Regions from separate parts of the Pan troglodytes genome. Here region 1 is linked to region 2. Evidence: chromatin contacts called from public HiChIP or PLAC-seq data. All regions are on one chromosome and are shown on one strand. Each heading gives the region's core, a stretch centred on a gene start, on an enhancer-like site or on the middle of the called end of the contact. The rest is flanking DNA. Distances are from core to core; before and after follow the strand shown. Region 1 holds the start of SNCB (synuclein beta). Region 2 holds the start of CLTB (clathrin light chain B).

Evidence for each region. HiChIP or PLAC-seq counts read pairs in DNA pulled down with a chosen protein or histone mark.
Region 1: a contact with region 2 is called in an H3K4me3 HiChIP or PLAC-seq map of stem cell-derived excitatory neurons, with 4 times the contacts expected there. The contact joins the promoter of SNCB here to the promoter of CLTB in region 2. A contact is called at or near these places in 1 of 7 Hi-C or Micro-C datasets (stem cell-derived neural progenitor cells) and 1 of 1 datasets of contacts at active chromatin or transcription factors (stem cell-derived excitatory neurons).

What each region holds. Positions count from the first base shown.
Region 1 is chr4:174,246,410-174,252,074 of NHGRI_mPanTro3-v2.0_pri, reverse strand. It overlaps SNCB (synuclein beta), which reads left to right and starts at 1,578. Exons shown (of 6, transcript XM_001136728.8): 1 at 1,578-1,826; 2 at 2,443-2,572; 3 at 5,353-5,394; 4 at 5,599-5,665. The coding sequence starts at 2,452.
Region 2 is chr4:174,032,328-174,037,607 of NHGRI_mPanTro3-v2.0_pri, reverse strand. CLTB (clathrin light chain B) reads left to right here and starts at 2,319. Exons shown (of 5, transcript XM_016954289.3): 1 at 2,319-2,735. The coding sequence starts at 2,549.

The sequences.
Region 1 (5,665 bases), core at 329-2,828, 220 kb before region 2:
ATTATAAATACTTATACATAAAATATAATTCCCTTTGTATCAAAATTGGCTCATTCCACACATTCCAGTTTGGCACCTTGCTTCTCACACTTACCACCACATCTTGGCACACTCCCATGTCAGCACACATGGGTCTAGCTCATCTTTGCCAACCACAGTGTGGCATTGCACTGGGTGGGCGTGCCACAGTTAGCTAGCCAGTCCTGTATAGATGATCATTTTCAGTTTTTCGCTACAAAAAAACATGCTACAGTGAACATCCTTGCACAGATATCTTTGTGTGCATGTATGACTAGAGTCGCATGAGATCAATTCCTGGAAGGGGAGCTGTTGGCTCCAAAGGCGCATGCATTTATGCTTTTGGTAAACACTGCCAGATTGCCTTCCAAAATGTCTGCGCCAATTTGCAGTTCTACCAGCGGCCTGTGAATGTTTTTTGTTTGGTTGGTTGGTTGGTTGGGTTTTTTCTTTTTTTTTTTTTTTTTGCAGTCTGGCTGCTGGTGGCCCCCTCACCTAATTACCTGTCACTTACACACCCTGCATTTCTGGCCACAGTGCCTTTGCCCATGCTGTACCCACAGCCTACAATTCTCTTTCTCCCTAGCCTGCTCGATGAAATATTCCCCTTCCTGTCAGGCCACAGTTCAGGTGTCACCTCTTTTTTATGTCCTTTCCTGACTCCCCTAAGTTGTCAGAGTCCCTTTCCTCTGGGATACTACAGCTTCTTGGGCATAATTCTATCATAGAACCAACTGAGGGCCTACTGTGTGCCTGGCATTCTGTGATCATTTTGACAGTCCCCACCGTAAGCACACAAAAAAGTGGTTTTGTTCTCCACCTGCGCTGTCTTTTGTCAGCACAGCCCTGCCTTGGAGCCTTTGCACTTGCACTCTCTATGGATCTTGTCCTCACCCATCGTGGTGTCATGGTGCCTCTCTGGAGTCTCTGCTACAATTCACCTGCTGGTAGAGGCCTTCCCTGAGCACGCTGTCTCAAGCACGCCTCCTCTAGTCCCCGTGTTACATCACCGTTACCTTCACAACTTACAAGCTGTAATGACCTTGTTGCTTTGGATGTTGATCCGTTTATTTTCTGTCCTGTCTTCCACCACTGAGCGCACGAACACACACGCGTACAGACACCCCCATGGTAAGCTTCCCGAGACCAGGAACCTTGTTTTCCTTTTCCGCTGCCTCCAGCCTTAAACCTGCACCACTGGTCTAAGCGCTCAGTAAACATTCGTTGAATTAACCATTCCTGTTTTACAGAGGAGGAAACTGTCATTCAGAAAGGAGAGCCGAGTAGCTCAAGGTCCCACGGTTAATAAAAAGCACAGCTGAGATTCGAGCCCAGCAGAACTCCAAATCCAGTCGCGTGATTTCTTCCCCACTCTTCACACGCCGCATTGTCCCCCTCCCCCAACTCCCAACAGACTACGCGAGTCTTACGGCCGGGGCTCCCAGGGGCGCGTCCCGGGCCCGCCCCGGGAGGCTCATCGGCTACGCGCTGTCACCCTCCCCGCCCACTGTCAGTCAGGCCGAAGGGGCGGCGCGGCCGCCAGGGGGGGCGCTGAGCTCAGAGCTGCCGCAGCGCCGGAGCCGGAGCCGGAGCGCGCGAGCTCGCAGGGCGCGAGGAACGAGCGGTGGCTGGCTACAAACCCGAGACCCGGGCACTGCTGCGCTCCTGCTCAGGACCCGCGACCCGAGCGCCTGACCCCGGCCCTATCCCCCCTCCGGCCCCTAGTCCACCCCGGCCTGGCCTAGCGGAGCCCCCGCGTCCGCCCGCCGCAGCCGCCGCTCCATCCCCAGCCCCGGCCCCGCATCCAGGTGAGGCGGCCGCGCGCCGGGGATGGGGAACGGGATGAGGATGGAGAGGGGACTGGGGCGGCAGGAGGGAGCTGGGGAAGGGGATGGAAAATGGAGGGGGATCCGGGGGATGCGCGGCAATGTGCACCGCGGAGTATGTGAGTATGCTCCGGTGTTTGCAGCTGCCCGGGCGGCTGTGGGGACGTGTGTCCGCGCCCGTGTGGGTCGGGGTATTCGTGCGCGTTGGAGCGTCTGCGTGTCCTGTGTGTGCACGTGAGCTTGTCCGTGGTGTATGTTTGTGTGCATGACCGTGTGACTGTGCCGTGCGTGTACAGGCGGGTCCTGGATCTTCGCGCCGAACCCAGCACTCCGGTTCGACGGGGCTGCAGGTTGCAGGGCCCGGATAACCGAGGCAGTGGCCCCTCCCGCGTCCCCGGGTTTCAAGGACGCTAGGACTCTCCGCGGCCCTGAGGCTTCGCACTGGGGAGTGGGGTGGGATGAGGGGAAAGCGGGAGGGGGCTCAGGGTCCAGAAGGGCGCCGCGGTCTCGGGAGTAGGGGGTCACCTGCGTCTCGCTTGAGGGGCTGGGGTGAGAGTGCGGGGTCAGTGCACCGGTGCCCGTGTATCGCCCTCCCCAGGCCGCCAGGATGGACGTGTTCATGAAGGGCCTGTCCATGGCCAAGGAGGGCGTTGTGGCAGCCGCGGAGAAAACCAAGCAGGGGGTCACCGAGGCGGCGGAGAAGACCAAGGAGGGCGTCCTCTACGTCGGTGGGCGAGGGGCGGGGTTTCTGGGGCTGCAGGGCTGGGGGTCCCCCAAGAGTGTGGAGCTGGGGCCGGGTCCCGGGGAGAGGGGTTCTGGGCAGGAGAATATGAGTCAGCAGATGGGGCGAGGTCAGCAGGGGTCACAGGGGACATAGCCAGCCCATAGAAGCCTGGGTCTGTATCCGGAAATGGGGACACGGGGCGGGCTGATGAGGTGGGGGGCTCCAGCTGAAAGGCCGGGGACCGGTGCAGTGATGAAAGCAGACAGCCTCCATTTCTTATAATGGTTATTAATAATAACCATTATTAATAGTTATCTGGTGTTGAACACTTTCTGTATGCCAAGTACTGGGTAAAATGTCATAATATCCATTTCCTCATGTAATGCTCCGGCCCATTCTACAGATAAGGGAAACTGGGCTTCCCAGAGATCTAAGTACCTTGCCCAAGGTCAGCAGCTGGTAAATGCTGAAGCTGGAGTTTGAACGGAGCTTTATAGATTCTGAAGCCCCACCCCTCCCCTTGTGGCGCCTCCCTCCAGCACCTCCAAGGCCGAGTTGAGTTTCGTTCCAGGTCCACCTGCATCACGACTCTTGTGGTTTTACATTTGCCAGCTCTCTTCCCCATCCACTTTCCTTGCAACCACCGGCTGGTATCAGAAGAAAGGCCAGGGTTGGATAACTTGCCCAGGGTCGTGGCATATTTGGATTGTGGCCATTTGAAAAATATTTTGTGTCCACTTACTATGTGCCAGGCATCCTGCGGATGCTGGGGTTTCACAGTGAACAGGAAAGAATGGTTCCTGATCTCCTGATGGTGATACAGAGCATTTCAGCAGTGCGAGTTGACATCCAGTGGCTCTCCGAAGAGAATGCCTCATCCCTGAGTAATAAGAGGGGGGCAGGGCTGCAGAAAAGCCAGGTGCAAAGGCCCTGGGGTGAGCTGGGGGCAGGGCAGGAAGTAGTGGTAGGAGGTGAGGTCAGAGCGATGGGCAGGAGACAGTTCACGAGGGCCCTTTGCAGGCCAGGGCAAAACGTTGTTATGATGGCCACGAGAGATTGTAAGCAAAGGACTGCCATGATGTGATTAGTTTAGAATGGTCACTTGGGCCTCTGGGGACAGAACAACTGCAGGGAGGCCTGATGAGGCCACAGGATGAGGGTGGCAGGGGCGAGGGCGGTGGCAATGGAGACCGGGAGAAGGCTAAAGTGCACGGCTGCTTGATCCCAGCTCTGGCCTCCCTCCTGCCTCCTCCCCAAGGTCTTTCATTCCTGCTGGCCTCTGGCTCTCTGACACTCTCTCTCTGATAACAGACTTGGCCCCTCCAAGCCATGCTGCTCTTACCCTTAGATTGGCACTTCCTGCTCCTGCCTCTGCCTGGGAGCCCCTGATGGACCCCAGTTCCTACAAGTTAAAGCCTCGGCTCCCTGTACCCTGGCATTCAGTGCCTTTCATGGTCCTGCCTCAGTCTACGTTTCCCACCACACCCATGGCTCCTGGCACATGGACTGTCCTGAAAGCACATTGCTCTGCCTTGTCTGTGTGGGTCCCTGGGCCTGGGATACCCTCTGCAATCTCCTTTCTGATGTCCATCTGTTCCCCATTTCTCAAGGCCCAGGCAGTGTCCCTTCCCTCCTCACATAGTCAGTCCTTGGAGGCTGGAAGTCCTCTCCCCACTACTTGAGGTCCAGGAACTGAATCTGTTCTTCTCTTACCCACTTCAGACAGTGAGCGATTGGCCCAGGGCCTGGCACAGAGTAGGTGGAAACTGATGTTTTGTGGGAGGAGTGAAAGGGGAGCATGCAGCCTGCCCCTCCTGTCTCTGGGTGCTGGTTGGCCTTCGCCCTGAGAACCCTGTCTTCCCACACCAGCCTCTCCCCCACCCCCCTGCTGGGCTCAGTCTGCCTAGACACCCAGTTCTGGCTCCATCACTGTTGTCTGTGTTGCCAAATTGTCAGACGGGATACTCCCCACCCCGTTTCCGGCTCTCATCCTCCAGCCCAGATCAGGCCCTCTGGCCTTCCCAGCGGCCCCCAGCCATTTTGAAGTTATCAAGTTGCTACCCTCCGAGGAAGGCCCAGCCCATGCCACGGGTGCCAGTTACAATCTGCACATCACCTTTAGACCCACCCTGAGCCTGACACCTCCTACTTTGGCCAGAAGAAGGGGTTTGCACCCTCGTTAGGAGAAGAGAATCTTTAGAGGAAATGGAGTGGGGCAGTGGGCTATGGGCAGTGGTGCATGGGGCACGAGGGGAACCTTTCAAAATACATGGCTTTGTGGCCTCCCAGCTCCACCCCTACTCCCACCCCCACCTGCCTCCTATCCTGGGCTACATGCTGTTAGAGTGGTTGGTAGCTGAAGTTTTAGGGTCAGAAAGGCCTGAACTTGAATGTCAGTTCAGCCACTTCCTAGTGGTGGAACCCACACTGAGCTTCCATCCTTGAAACGGGGACAATAACAGCACCCGCCTCCCAGGGCTGGGGAAAAGTGAAGTGCAGCGGGGCAGGCAGAGGACTTGACACAGCACTGGCCCTCAGCCAACATCCACTAGAGGGGTGGGGTATCGCATCAGGTGGGAGAGAACTGCAACCCTTGCAGACAGAGGTGTGGGGCCCAGTGCAGTGATAAGACGGGGGTTAACATGGGGGTGCAGGTTGTAGGATGTGGGGACCCAAGGAGGCAGTGATGGGGCCGGGATGCCCACTCTGTAATCACCATGCTGTGCTGGAGTTTCTGTTCCCTCAGCACAGAGTCCTTAAATGTGCCGCTTTTTCTCCCTGCAGGAAGCAAGACCCGAGAAGGTGTGGTACAAGGTGTGGCTTCAGGTACCAGCCCAGCCCTGGCACCAGCCCCTTCTCTCACTTAGGCGGATGATCTGGCCGGGAACCAGAGGGCGGGGGCGGGGGAGACTCCCAAGGCTTCCGCGGGAATGCGCCGTGGGGAGGGCAGGCCCTGGGATACTACAAGGCGGGGCATCAGTGGTTCCCCCTGGCTCCCAAACCCCTTCCTCAACCCCCTCCCTGCTCCAGTGGCTGAAAAAACCAAGGAACAGGCCTCACATCTGGGAGGAGCTGTGTTCTCTGGGGCAGGGAACAT
Region 2 (5,280 bases), core at 1,070-3,569:
TTTGGCTGGCTCCTTTACTGCAACCTGGTTTTTGTTGTTGTTGTTTGTTGGTTTGTTTGTTTTTTGAGACTGAGCCTTGCACTGTCACCCAGGCTGGAGTGCAGTGGTGAGATCTCGGCTCACTGTAACCTCCGCCTCCCAGGTTCAAGCAATTCTCCTGCCTCAGCCTCCCAAGTAGCTGGGATTACAGGCACCTGCCACCATGCCCAGCTAATTTTTTGTATTTTTAGTAGAGATGGGGTTTCACTATATTGACCAGGCTGGTCGCAAACTCCTGACCTCACAATCCACCCACCTTGGCCTCCCAAAGTGCTGGGATTACAGGCGTGGGCCACCTTGCCCAGCACTGCAAACTGTGTTATCAGCAAGGTCTTTATGACTTGTATTTTGTGCTGACCTCCTATCTCATCCTGTGATTTAGAATGCCCTAACCGTCTGGGAATGCAGCCCAGTAGGTTTCAGCCTCATTTTACCCAGATCCTGTTTATGACAGACTTGCTCTGATTCACACACCTCTTACACAATCATAGCTCACTGCAACCTTGACTTCCCGGGCTCAGGTGATTCCCTCACCTCGGCCTCCTGAGTAACTGGGACTACGGGCACCATACCACCATGTCTGGCTAATTTTTTGTAGTTTTAGTAGTGATGGGGTTTTGCCACGTTGTCCAGACTGGTCTCAAACTCCTGGGCTCAATCTATCCACCCACTTCCACCTCCCAAAGTGCTGGGATTACAGGTATGAGCCATGGCACCTGGCTAATAAGCTCTTATCTGCAGAAAACCCTAAATATTCCACACACAAAAAATGTTAGAGCTAATAAATGAATTCAGCAAAGCAGCAGGATACAAAGCCAATGCACAAAAATCAGTTAAATTTCTATGCATTAACAATACGCAATCAAAAAAGAAGATAAAACTTCCACTTACAATAATATCAAAAAGGCCAGGTGCGTTGGCTCATGCCTGTAATCCCAGCTCTTGGAAGTCTGAGGATGAGAGGATCACTTGAGCCCAGGAGTTGAAGCTGTAGTGAACTATAATCATACCACTACACTCTAGCCTGGGCAAGAGTAAGATCCTGTCTCAAAACAAAAAACAAACAAACAACAACAACAAAACCATGCAAATGAACAGCAATAAATAAATACATTAATTTAATTAAATAAAACAATAAAAAAACCCCAAAAAACAGTAACATCAAAAGGTGCTCAAGTTGTTACCAATTAAACTGAAAGTTCCAGCTGGGCTTGGTAGCTCACACATGTAATCCCAGTGTTTTGGGAGACCAAGGCAGGAGGATCCCCTGAGGCCAGCAGTTCAAGACCAGCCCAGTTAATATAGCAAGGCCCTGTCTCTAAATAAAAAAATTAAAAAGAAAAAAAACAAAAAACCTGGAAGGTCCCTTCACCCCAACTCCACTTCCACCCCCAACTTGGCGGCACATCTTTCCTTTCTCTCTTCCAGTCCATATTTCATAGTTGCCTTTGAAGTCCCACATTAGAAATAGCAGACAGCCCAAATCCCATGGTGTTTCTTCGCATCGTCTCCCTGTACCCCGTGCTTAAATGTCACAGCGCCTCACACACAGTGCTTTGACAGGCCATTTGCCATCTGTTGGTCTCACCGGATTGTAATCTCCGCATGGCCATGGCTGGATTTTATAAAACGTTGCTGTCCTGGTGCTTGGCAAAGCGCAGGCAGGGAGGAGGCATTCAGAGCCTGTTCACAGAGGGCAGCGGGCAGCGTGGAGAGTGGCAGGCTGCCTGGGTAAACCAGGTCTGCCTTTCTTAGGCTGGTTCATACCTTAAGGACATTTAAGGGGCCCAGCTGGCCATCCAAACTCTGATCGTATGAACTGAAGCCTCCTCAAGGGAGATACACAAAAAAATGCACAAAACAACACGGCCTAGTGGGAAAGGACCTGGACTTGCATGAAAGGGTGCGGGGCAGCCTTTCCCAGCCTCAATTTTCCTCTTCTTACAGAGGCGGAGGCTCATAGAATGGGGTGCATGACATCCCAGCTTAGGAGAAGAAACTTCTGCAGAATGAATCAGGAGCCAGGTCTGCGCTCCCGAGGCCAGAGCTGGCCTCCTGTCGCAGCTCTGTGCACGGTACGGCCACTCTGTGCCCTGCGTTTCGCCTCCAGACCGGGCGGGAGCAGTGCCTAGCCCAGGTGTCCTCGACGCGAGCAGCTGGGCGCCGCTGCGGAGGGAGGGAAGCGCCGCGCCGGTCCCGGGCCCAGCGCTGCGCCCAGTCCTGAGGCGCCCTCCTGCGGCCGCTGCTCGGCGACCTCCCGGCCCTGCGGCCCCGCCCCCGCGGTGACGTCACCGCATTCCGGCTCCGCTCCTCCCGCCGCGGCGCCCGCACCGCAGTGACAGCCAGCCGGGCCCGGTGGCGGAGAGGAAGTGCGGTCCGCGCCAAGCCCGTCCCCGCCGACGCCGGCTCCCCGCGGCTCGGGTGACAGCGTCGCGGCCGCCGGACGCAGCGCGGGGCAGGCGCGGGCAGAGCCGAGCGCAGCGGAGGCTCCGGCGGAGGCGCGGGGAAAATGGCTGATGACTTTGGCTTCTTCTCGTCGTCGGAGAGCGGGGCCCCGGAGGCGGCGGAGGAGGACCCGGCGGCCGCCTTCCTGGCCCAGCAGGAGAGCGAGATTGCAGGCATAGAGAACGACGAGGGCTTCGGGGCACCTGCTGGCAGCCATGCGGCCCCCGCGCAGCCGGGCCCCACGAGTGGGGGTGAGTCAGCGCGGGGCCTGGAGAGGGGCTCAGGGCGCGCGCCCGGGGGACCCCGGCCGGGGCCCAGCGGCACAGGGAAGAGAGCCTGCTCTAGGCCACCCGGGGCAGGAGCTGGGGGACGTGGGGAAGAATCTTCTTGGAGATCTCCATGTAGGACTTCCGAGCTGGGGATGAGGCCTCGCCTGGGGCTGTGGATCTGGTGACTCCCGGGACAGGAATTCGGTCATGACATTTCATCCCCAGGCCAGCTTCCCCGCTGCCCGGCTCTGGAATCCAACCCCACCTCAGTTTTGAGAGTCCCTCCTGAGCCTCCTAATAGCCTGGGTGTCCCAGGCTCCCAGCTAAGTGTGCAGGTGTGGGCAGAACACAGCCCTCCTGGCCCCTCAGGCTTAGCTCTCTCCTGCCGCTGGGAAAAAAGAGGATCCTGGGTGCTCCAGGAACTCACTAACCTTCCCCGGTGACCACCTGCCATTCGGCAGTCGCTGGGCTAAGCGCCTTGGTTACATTTAATCACTTCATACACGTGATTGAACCCATTTCAGAGATGGTAAAACTGAGGCTCAAGGGGGTATGCTATTGAAATAACTAGTAAGTGGCAGATCAAGAATTTAAACCTGTTTCTTTTTCTTTTACATATATATTTTTTCTTTTCCTTTTTTTGAGATGGGGTCTCGCTGTGTTGCCCAGGCTGGTCTTGAGCTCCTGGGCTCAAGCAATCCTCCCACCTCTGCCTCCTAAAGTGTTGGGATTACAGGTGTGAGTCACCACGCCTGGCCGTGAATTTAAACCTGTTCCTGTCAGACTCGAAGCCCTCTCCACCTGACCACACTGCCTTCCAAGTGTCTGGCTCTGAGTTAGACACCGGAGTGTGGGCCGCAAAGAGGCATCAGTCAGATGCGGTAGGGCCCTTCAGGGTTTTGTAGTTGTCGACTTAATGGTTTTCCAAAGGTGGTCCGGGGCTATTATGATTTACTGAGATTGGCTTCAGACCTCAGTGTTCGGGGCCAAGTCCCTGTGAGGTCATCTTTATCAATGATGTTTCTGCCCTGGTTCTGGCTAGCAAGAATGATTTTGTAAAATATTTAGTAAAAAAGTAGGTATCACCTTCATGGGTACATCCAAAACAGGTTTTACTTCCTGTTAATGTCATTTTGGAGAGGTTTATGGGCCTGTTGTAATAAGTGCTGACATATATACATATAGACGTATTTTGGTTAATGATGTTTACAAGGCTCTTCACAGTCATGTTTGTATCCATTCAACCTTTACTGAGCACCTACTGTGTGCCAGGACGCTGGGGATACAGAAATGAATAAGACAGTTCCTGTGGCTGAGGAGTTTGAAGCAACTCTGTATCTCCTTGATATGAGAAATGTAACCAGGCTTTTGTAACATGCAAGAAACTGGTGGCCCAGAGAATCTGAGTATCTTGCCCAGAGTCACACAGCCAGGAATGACCGATCTAGGACTTGATCCCACGCCTCCCAACTCTGGGCTCCATGCTCTTTCAAATGCTGTGGAGCCTGGGCAACATGGTGAAACCCCATCTCTACAAAACATACAAAAATTAGCCAGGCATGGTGGCATGTAGCTGTAGTTGTAGTTCCAGCTACTCGGGAAGGCTGAGGCAGGAGCATAGCTTGAGCCCGGGAGGTGTAGGTAGGTCGCAGTGTGCTGTGATCATGTCACTGTACTCCAGCCTGGGCAGCAGAGTGAGACTCTGTCTCAAAAAAAAAAAAAAAAAAAAAAAAAATTCTATAGCAGTCACCTCCCTGGGAGGAGATAGGATGTGGGGTGAGAAGCACAGGGTCTTTTGCCACCTGTCTGAGACAGCAGTGGAGGGCTTCTGAAGTGGAAGCTTCCAGCACCTCAACACAGAATCTGCCCTGTCCCAGGGAATTCCTAAGAAATGCCTGCCCCAGTTAATGCACCAGTATTCATTGGACCACACCTCTGTGAGACCACCCTTTTCCTAAGTCTGGCTCACTGGGGCCTGTTGGGGTAGGGGTGCAGGGAAGAGGAGGGAGGCCTTGTGGGGAGGTCCTGCTGAGGGGAGCCATTGTCAGAACCTCAGGAGAGAGAAGATGGGATTCAGGCTGAGGGCAGCCAGATGCCTGAGGGAGCTGAGCAGGTTGTGGCCTCTCCCAGGATGGTGGGGCTCCAGGGGCTTACAGCCTGGATGGCAAGTTCTGTCCTTGGCAGGGGTGGGGCAGAAATTGGCCTCAGACCCGCGGTGACAGGGAGAGAAACAATGACACGCTCGCTTCTTCCAGGGAGGTGCCGGGATACAGCCTTCTGAGGGTCTCCCAGGCGCATACCTGCTGACTCTGCAAAGGCTCAGCTGCACTCCTTAGTCGGATGGGGGAGCAGGGAGGTGTTGAGGGATGGCGGCTCAGTGGGTGGCCAGATGGGCTAGAATTGATCTGACCTTCTCAGCCTATGCAGTGCTGAACAGGTAATCTTCCCCTGACCAGGGATGTGTGCCAGGAGCCTGGATGAGGCAGAGAAAAAGCGCCCTGGCCTGCTGAGAGCTGGGCAAAAGCTG